Regions from separate parts of the Ovis aries genome. Here region 1 is linked to region 2. A link is a contact called in public Hi-C data. All regions are on one chromosome and are shown on one strand. Each heading gives the region's core, a stretch centred on a gene start, on an enhancer-like site or on the middle of the called end of the contact. The rest is flanking DNA. Distances are from core to core; before and after follow the strand shown.

Region 1 (4,892 bases), core at 1,232-3,731, 280 kb after region 2:
CTACTACCTTGGACAGAGCCCTGGGCCAGGTGCTGGGGTCAGGTTTCCAGGCAAAGGCCTGAGGACCACAAGTTTTTTGACAAGTCCCTGGCCTCTGGCCTCACCATCCCATTTATAAAACACAGTCATTGTCTTGTTTTCTGTCCGTTGATGGTCCTAGGTTCTTTCCCCAACTGAGGTGTCTAGTAAATGTACACACATCCCCACCCCCATCACCAAAGCTGTTGGCTCCCCTGCAGGGCTTCCCCTGGAGGCCATCAGCCAATCAGAAACCAGCCACTATGGGGCCTGAGAAGGGAGAGCGGGCCTTAAAGGCTGGCCTGTGATGTCTTAGTGGCTGGAGCCTGAAGGGGCTGTACGCAGCAGGACAGGAAACCAAAGACCTTTTCATTCACTCATTCATTTACAAACACTTACTGCACAGTCTCTTGCGCTAGTCAGTGTGCCAGAAACACAACAATGAGGAAGAGCCAGTGCCTCCCACTGGGGAAGATGTCAGAGCTGGGGCTTGGAGCTGACATGGGCCAGGGCTGGGGTGAACGCAACAGCTGAGGGCCCAGCGTCCATGGCATGCTTGAGCTCTTGTGCCATATAAGAAAAGACAACACACCCTGTTAACTCCATGGACCAAGGGTGTGGTGGAGGGCAGGAGTGGGCTCAGTGTGTTGGCCGACCTCTGGATGCATGTGCTTGCATAAGTCTGTTAAGTTTGTCCCTCTGAGAACACACCCAGGCACCTGCATGGGCCCAGAAGTATGAATGTTCAAATATGTATGTGCTTATGAATCTATGGACACATACTAGAATGCACTCAAATCTATGTTCACATGTACACACGTATGAATGCTTCTGCAAGTACGTGTAAGAAGCACATCTGAGCCTGCCTGGAACTGTGCGCAAGCTTATGCAAGCCTTCCTGTGCATGTGTAGGCACACACAAGTGAGCATGAGTGCGTGTATGTGCTCACATGTGGACATACCTAGGCCTGCTTACATGTTAAGCTGGCTTCTACGCATACATGTGAGTATACAACCGCACTTCTGAAAAGACATGTCCAATATGCATGTGCAAGTCGCTATTCTCATCTGCCAAACCTTGGGAGTGACAGCAGGGACAGGGGAGAGAGTGGGAAGGAGGAGAGGTCTTCCTCCCACCCCCAGCATCAATAGCCCTGGACTTCAGTATTGAACCCTGTCTCAGACCCAGGCCTCTCCTTAGGTGGTATTGATCTGTCAGTTGATCAGTTAAATGTACTTTCAGGGAAGGAGTGAACCCAGCAATCCCTAATTTCAGGAGAAACAGACTGCTTCTTAGGTTGGGGGGAGCCTTTATCCCAACCAGCTCTGCTCATACCAGAAGGGCCTGAGGATCAAGTGTCAACTGCTACAGCCTGAATAATTCATGCCAAGGCCAGGAGAGCTCCCTTCTCAGGAGCCTGTCTCTTTAAATCAGGCCTGGAGCTTCCCTGGAGGGGTGGTGGGGGAGGGCGGGAATCCAGAGCAAAACAAACCTATAAACAGCTCAGCCTTGGTCCCTTCTGAGACCCCCTACTCCAACAGTGCAAAATCTGCTTCTGGTCTCCCCACATCTGGAGCCCCAAACCCTCCTACCCATTCACAGGTGGGGTACCCTGGAGAGGAGGAGGGGCAGCTGATGTCATCCAACAACCCTAAGGTCCTGAGACCCAGGACAATCAAGCAGGGGTCCAAGGTGCTGGGGCAAGGAGGGGGGCAGCAAAGAGCTTAATCACCACGCCCACCAGGTCCCAGGGCCTAGGAGAGTGCTTGGGGGAGGAGTCCAGCCTGGTGGAGAAAACCAGATGGAAGAAATCCTGGCGGAGCAGCCAGCGACTTGGGGGGAGGAGGGGTGGAAGGAAGAAGGGGGTTGTCTTGATTTCCTTGGGTAGATGGGGTGGGGTGGAAAAGATGGAGGTCTCCTGGAACGTGGAGGGATGCTGACAGAGCCAGATCAGATGAAACTGGGGTCGCAGAAGAGGGGGCTGAGGCTGGGGATTTTCCTCTCCTAGCACGCCCTCTCCTTGATCACAGGAATTAGGAAGCAGCTGAAAAACGAGGAACTTTCCCAGCTGACCCCTCATCCCTGCCTGCACTTGGAGGAAGAACTCTAAAATCCTGCCCCTAAATTCTCCCTTGGAGATGCTGACCCACCTGCCAGCTCTCCCCAGCCCGGTCCCGCCCCGCCCCACACGTGCCTGAGAGGTAAGAGAAAGGAGCCAGCTTAAACGCGGAGGGTGGGGGAGATGAGAGGGAACTAAGTCAGAACCTCGGAGAGTCAAACTTCACAGCAGTCCGGGAGCCGAAAGGTGGGGGGGACAAGAGCAGCAGCCCACAGCCCTGGATCTCGGGAGCCTTCCACCCCGCCTCTCCGCTAGGAGGGCGCGGAGACACCGCTGGGGGCGGAGGAGGTGGCTGGGAGGCGGGGAGGGGGGAGGCAAACCCTGCCCACTCGGCTCTGAGCCCAGAGCGGCCGCGGAACTCGGAGGCCGGTGCGCAGGGCGAAGAGGGCACCGGGGGCGGGGGGCTCCGCTCCCTGCCTGTCCCCTCTCGCCCCAACCAGGAAAGTGAAGGTTCCTCGGACTCTAGAGCCAGCGGACGGAAGGACCACCACCGCCGGGCGCTCGGACTCAAGGACTTGCCCCACCCGCCCCCCTCCCCGCCCCCGAGGCGCTCCGCACTCACTGGTGAGCGCCGCGACCCGGGCGCTGGATGTGGGGGCAGCTGCGATGGCCCCGCGCGCGGGACAGCCGGAGCACAGGGGCCCGCTGCTGCCGGGGCTGCTGCTCGTGGCGGCGGCGCTGAGCCGACCCGCCGCGCCCTGTCCCTTCCAGTGCTACTGCTTCGGCGGCCCCAAGCTGATGTTGCGCTGCGCGTCCGGCGCCGAGCTCCGGCAGCCGCCGCGGGACGTGCCGCCCGACGCGCGCAACCTCACCATCGTGGGCGCCAACCTGACGGTGCTGCGCGCGGCCGCCTTCGCCGGCGGGGACGCGGACGGGGAGGAGGCGGTGGAGGGCGGCGTGCGCCTGCCGCACCTGACCGCTCTGCGCCTCACGCACAACAACATCGAGGTGGTGGAGGACGGCGCCTTCGACGGGCTACCCAGCCTGACGGCGCTCGACCTGAGCCACAACCCGCTGCGCACCCTGGGCGGCGGCGCCTTCCGCGGGCTGCCCGCGCTGCGCTCGCTGCAGCTCAACCACGCGCTGGCGCGGGGCGGCCCCGCACTGCTGGCCGCGCTGGACGCCGCGCTCGCTCCGCTCGACGAGCTGCGCCTCCTGGGCCTGGCGGGCAACGCGCTTAGCCGCCTGCCCCCCGCCGCTCTGCGCCGGCCGCGCCTGGAGCAGCTGGATGTGCACCTCAACGCCCTGGCCGGCCTGGACCCCGACGAGCTGCGGGCGCTAGAACGCGATGGCGGCCTCCCGGCTCCGCGCTTGCTGCTCGCGGACAACCCCCTGCGCTGCGGCTGCGCCGCGCGCCCCCTGCTGGCCTGGCTACACAACGCCACGGAGCGCGTACCCGACGCGCGGCGCCTGCGCTGCGCCGCCCCGCGGGCGCTGCACAACCGGCCTTTCCTGGACTTGGACGAGACGCAGCTGCGCTGCGCCGACGGCGATGCCGACGGTCGCGGGGATGAAGTGGAAGTCGCCGGCCCGGAGCTGGAAGCCTCCTACGTCTTCTTCGGGCTGGTTCTGGCGCTCATCGGTCTCATCTTCCTTATGGTGCTCTACCTAAACCGCCGCGGCATACAGCGCTGGATGCGCAACTTGCGCGAGGCGTGCCGGGACCAGATGGAGGGCTACCACTACCGCTACGAGCAGGACGCCGACCCGCGCCGCGCGCCCGCCCCGGCCGCGCCCACTGGCTCACGCGCCACTTCCCCGGGTTCGGGCCTCTGAGCTTCGGCTGTTCTGACTTGGGGACTGCCCCTGCCAGCTGATGACCTTACTGAGGCCACCTCGCCCGAGACCGTGGGTATGGGGCACCCGCGAGCTTGAGGCTTTGAGACCTGCCCCTGCCCTGAGACCTTTGGATTATGGCATCTCCCCAACCCAGAGGCCTGGAGCTGTACCCCTTCTCCCCAGCTTCTGAGAGCTGTCACCATCGAAGACCCAGAGACACCCTCTTCTGATTCCAGAACCACCCCCATCCACTCATCCCAGGCTCTGAAAGCCCTCCTGAACCACCCGAAGCCCCTTCCCCCTTTTAGGACTCACTCGGAGACCCTGTCCTTCTATCCCAAGCCCCTGAGACTGCTTCCACCACCCTGTGCGTTGAACCCAGACCTCTCAGCAGGAAACACCCCCCCCTAAACTACACTCCAGCTTGCAGCCCTCAGCTCCCTTCTAGTGCTCAGGGGCCCTCACATCCCATTCTAGTCTCAGAATCAGAGCACCCCCTTCAGAAGGTTTTTGTGGACTTTGAGCCTTTTTTCTTTTACCCGCTCATCCTGCATACAGACCTACATCTGGGGGCTCTGAGGGCTGGGCACCCTCCCCCTATCTGAAGATGTATTTCATACCACCCACCGCCTCAGCTCGAGCTCAAGCCCCTCCTTGGCCCAGGCTTGGCACTCAGCTCCTAACTCTGCCATCACAGGGACAAGGACACCTCGTTAAACCCTTAGTGTGGAGCTGATCCTCAGCGTTTCCCACTTTGGGTTCTCATACCCTAATACTCAGTCCTTGTTCCCAATTTGAGACTCTCAGCTCTTTACCCTGGTCTGAGTTAAATCCCTTTACCCAAGTTTTGGGCTCTCAGTTCTCTCTACACCCATCGCTTGCACTCAGTACCCACACCTGCCACTCACTGGGTCAGGTCCAGTGAGGACTCCATCCCTGGGAGATGCCCACCCCCCTTTCCTCTTAGGATGAGCT
Region 2 (4,772 bases), core at 464-2,963:
ATAGGAAGGGCCAAACTGAAGCCCTAGGAATTTTGCTTCCAAAACGGTAAATCAAAGATAATTCTACATCTCTGAGGTAACTGCAGAGATTACTGCAAACACTAAAGACTGGAAAGGTAGAAGGATGATGAGTCCTATAACGTCCCTGTTTATCTTGTTTATTTGACTTGTGCAGAAGACAGGTCTCAAAGAATGACTGTAAATTACTCAATCACACGGTGACTCCAATTTCAGCCACTGTTCCCTATGTGAACTCTTCTTACTGTAGCACATCAACACAGCCCCTAGAACTTGTGATACTCCAATTTCAGCCACTGTTCCCTATGTGAACTCTTCTTACTGTAGCACATCAACACAGCCCCTAGAACTTGTGATATAGCTAAGGATGTTCCAGATGTTACTTTATTAATGAACAAGAACCACCAGAAGCAGTCTGCTTTCACCTGACAGGGACAGCAGTATACCTTTGTTCTCTTCCCTGGGGGGCTACCTTAATTCTTTAGCTCTATCATAACCTAATCCTTGGAAATCTTGATTATTTTGGTATTCCACAGAACACTATGTTGACTGGAGCTAAAGGGCAGGAAATTAAAATACTTTAGATACATCAGTATGGATTGTGCCACGGGATGGAGGTAAACCTTACAAAAATTCAAGAAACTGACACCGTGATTAATGTTCTTGATGTCCAGGTATCTGGAGCATGTTGGAATATACCTCCAATGTGAAAGACATCTTTCACTGCCTTCTACTAAGAAAAAGTTACAAAGCTTTGTTGGCTTTTTTTTGGGGGGGGGCAGCCACACATAAAATATTTGTGCTGTTCTGATCCATTTACTGAGGCTGCTAGTTTTGTGTAGGAAGAGCAAGGCAAGGCTCTGCAACAGGCCCAATTGCCATGCAAGTTGCTCTCTGGGCATTATGTAATTTACCAAGGGTATTGGGTATTATGACTTAGCAGGTCCAACTGTGTTCTGTCTAAGGCTGTATAGATAGGGTTACCATATATGCTGGTTTTCAAGGACAGTTTAAATTTTCGCCTGTTATCACCATATAATTAATAGTGATGCTTTTCCCTCTCAACGATGTTCCTGGTTTGGATGAAAAATAGAGTGAATGGTCACTCATTCTATGAATACAGCCTTTGTAAGGCATCAATTACAGAATCATATTTTGAGCAAAGTTATGCTCTATTCTTCATGTAACTATTTTCCTTTTGAAAAACAGCTTCTGGCTTACTCCTGCATGTTGGTAGAGACCGAATACCTGACCACAGTTCACTAAGGTGACCACATTTACTAAGCTGTGCATCATGACCTGAATGTTCAGAACTTTCTCAGCACATGAAAATAATACTGGAGATCAGCTCAAGCAAATCTGGAAAGTTGAATGAATTAACATTGCTTAGATTTCTATGATGCCTACTCCTGCTGTACTGTTTCTTCTCCGTCAACCCATAACTAATGTTCTAGGACCACTGGGTGCAGGAAAACAATATGCAACTGGATTTACAAATGGTTTTGCATGATATGCTGATACTAACCAAAACCAGACTGTTGCAGGATTATAGCTCCATACAAAGGTGGCTCTGAAAGACAGGGGAGGAGAAATCCTCCCAAGAGATAAAACCCAGAACAATAGATCTGACTGTTCATTTTCCTTGGTTGGTGAGATAGCCAAAAGTGCAGGTCTGTGCTGATTCATGGGCAGTGGTTTAGCTGATGAGTCAAAGCTTGGAAACCATAATGTAAAACTGCTGACAGGGAGGACTGAGGGAGAATTATGTGAATGGACCTCTCAGAATGAATAGGATGAGAATTATTTGTATCTCGTGTGAATTCTCACAAAGACTATCCACTTCAGAGAAGACTCTCGATGATCAGGTGAACAAGATGACCCATTCCATGAATGTCAGTTAGATACCCTGCTACTTGCAAAATGGCCTTGGCAGCAGGGAAGAAAACTACATACTTCCCCTCCACAAAGTTCATTTGGCTACCAGTCCTGTTGAACACCCAACCTGCCAATAACAGAGGCTAATGCTGAGTTGCTAACATGGCACTATTTCTAGGAGGATTAGCCATCCAGTAGAAGGATGACTAGAGTGGACGTTTACTTTCATAAAAGGAGCAGTGATTTTTTTTTTCTTACTGAAATATGTATGTATTTGAGACATGGATTTTCTCTGCCTAACCACAGTGTTCTGCCAAGCATCACAATCTGTGGATTTACAGAACGTCTTATTCATTATTTAAATAGTACACATAACATTGTTTTTAACCATGGAACACATTTCATTGCAAAGAAGTACAATAATGGACTCAAGGACATGGAGTTTAATTTTTTGCCATGTACTCCATCACACAGGACTAGCTGACCTAACAGAACTGTAAAACAGTCTTCTGACAACTTATTTATTCCACTAGCTAGGAGACTACCCACTGTGAGGTTGGATGCTGACTTACAGGATGGAGTATCACATAAACTAGCAACTAAAACTGATTCTGTTTTTCTCATACTGGATCATAAGGGCCTAGGAATGAATGAATGAAAATGAAAGCAGCTCCTCTTACAATTTGCTTCTAATTCCTGCAGCTCTGAGTTCCTAAGTTAGAGCTCTGAGTTTCCTTGGGAGGAATACTTTTACAGGGGACACAAAAATAGTTCGACTTAACTGGAAGTTAAGTTTAATGCTGGCCTCTTGGGTTCTTTATTCCACTGAACCAACAGGCAGGGAAAGAGGGGTTTATTATATTGGCTAGGTGACTGATACCAATTATCAGAAGTAAGTATGATTGCTGCTCTACCTTGAGGGCAAAAAGGAATATCTTTGGAATCCAAAGAATTATCTGATATTCCTCTTAAAAGCGTCATGTCCATTAGTCAAAGTTGATGGAATTTCTGCAAGGTGAACAGAGTTCTGGACTGGGATGATTGTGATGGTTGCCCAACAGTGTGAATGTACTTAATGTTGCCTTAAGATAGAAAGCCTTAGGACAGAAAGCTCTTAAGCCTTAAGATAGAAAGGCTTCTGATAGGGAAAGAGGACAGTCTAAGGTAGCCCTTGGAATATGTACAGAAGCAACATGAGAAAGTAATGGTCATAAGCCTGCTCTCTGGAGTCAGATGGACTTGGTTCAAATTCTGCCTCTGCGACTTGGCTTTGTAACTCTGGTTGAGTTATTTAATTTACCTGTGCCTCAATTTCCTCATCTATAAAATGAGGGTGATGATAATAGGGCACTTACCTCATAGGGCTGTGAGGATTAAATTAGTTAGTATATATTAAGAGTGTCTAGTCAAGGCTATGGTTTTTCCAGTAGTCATGTATGGATGTGAGAGTTGGACTGTGAAGACGGCAGAGCACCGAAGAACTGATGCTTTTGAACTGTGGTGTTGGAGAAGACTCTTGAGAGTCCCTTGGACTGCAAAGAGATCCAACCAGTCCATTCTGAAGGAGATCAACCCTGGGATTTCTTTGGAAGGAATGATGCTGAAGCTGAAACTCCAGTACTTTGGCCACCTCATGCGAAGAGTTGACTTATTGGAGAAGACTTTGATGCTGGGAGGGATTGGGGGCAGGAGGAGAAGGGGACGACAGAGGATGAGATGGCTGGATGGCATCACTAACTCGACGGACATGAATCTGAACTCCAGGAGCTGGTGATGGACAAGGACGCCTGGCGTGCTGTGATTCATGGGGTTGCAAAGAGTCGGACACAACTGAGTGACTGAACTGAACCGAAGAGTGTCAGAACAGTATCTGACACATAGTAAGCATTACACATGTATTACTATTAAGAGAGAAAGGGCCAGTACATTCTGGCCAGAAGGCACAGCCTCAGCAAATGTGCAGAATGGAAATATGCAAAGCTTATTTAGAGGGTTCATGAAGGGAAATAATCTGGCAAGAGCAATAGCCACAGCTTACGAATGAGCAATCAGAGGAAACGACAGTGACGTGCAGACACCCGTGTCACTCCCTATTGGGGAGGGGTGTGGACTCCCTAGCTGAGGCCTCCCCAACTCTTGGGGCTTTGCTTTTACTGGTACCTTTACTGGGAGCTTTAGTAGGTGGCATTCTCCCGGCTTTGAACACTCACAGTCTGTCCTTACAGCCCTTTAGAACTGCTTTGGACTATTTCTTTGGATACTTGTACTCTGGGACTTACTGCTCTGCAACAGCCAAACTGGGTGGCAGAGAGGTGAGGCCATTGCCTGTGAGGAGCAGGACACGGAGGTGTGGCAGAATCCCCAGGTCACAGATGGCCTCCGCCGTCAGGCTGTTGAAGGAAAGGTCCAGGAACTATGGTGCAAAGATAGAAGACAGAGAAGCAGAAGCACTCCTCGTGATAATCATGCTCATACATGAGGTGGGAGGTGGCTACTTTTTTTTAACTTTCTAGGGGGCCCACCAACCACAGACTAAAACCCTCCTGACTCTCTGGATTAACATTCAAGGTCTACAAGAGTTACTTCCCAACCAATTTGCCAGCCTTTGCTCCCATACTGCAAGCTTTTGCTTATCCCCTGGTGCTAGCCAAAGTGACTCCTCCTTATTCCTTGCCCCACCCCATCCAGAGATCTTTGCTTGAGCTTTTCACTCAGGAATGCCCTCTTTCTATGTATCAAAATCCAAGCCCTAAAAGGCCAGTTCAAAAGCTCCCTCCTTCTGAAAGCTTTTTTCATTCCCAGCCAGATGGACTCTCTCCCTCCTTTGACTTTGAGTGCTTTATCTAGACTGCTTCCAGGGTATTTCTTATAGGCAGCCA

What was found. Hi-C and Micro-C count contacts between places; a contact is called where the count stands out from the background.
Region 1: a contact with region 2 is called in a Hi-C map of skin fibroblasts, with 2.0 times the contacts expected there. The contact joins the promoter of TPBGL here to the enhancer-like site in region 2. A contact is called at or near these places in 11 of 16 Hi-C or Micro-C datasets (blood, hypothalamus, liver and 6 more).

Annotation. Positions count from the first base shown.
Region 1 is chr15:53,185,540-53,190,431 of ARS-UI_Ramb_v3.0, forward strand. It overlaps TPBGL (trophoblast glycoprotein like), which reads left to right and starts at 2,482. Exons shown (of 1, transcript XM_015100809.4): 1 at 2,482-4,892. The coding sequence starts at 2,745. The coding sequence ends at 3,914.
Region 2 is chr15:52,909,433-52,914,204 of ARS-UI_Ramb_v3.0, forward strand. It overlaps XRRA1 (X-ray radiation resistance associated 1), which reads right to left. Exons shown (of 19, transcript XM_060400020.1): 8 at 4,173-4,306. Among named protein-coding and RNA genes, the nearest start is that of SPCS2, 31 kb to the right of the region's middle. Within about 2 kb of position 1,714, at least 3 of the 54 cell types and tissues checked have an H3K27ac peak or open chromatin away from gene starts, as enhancers often do.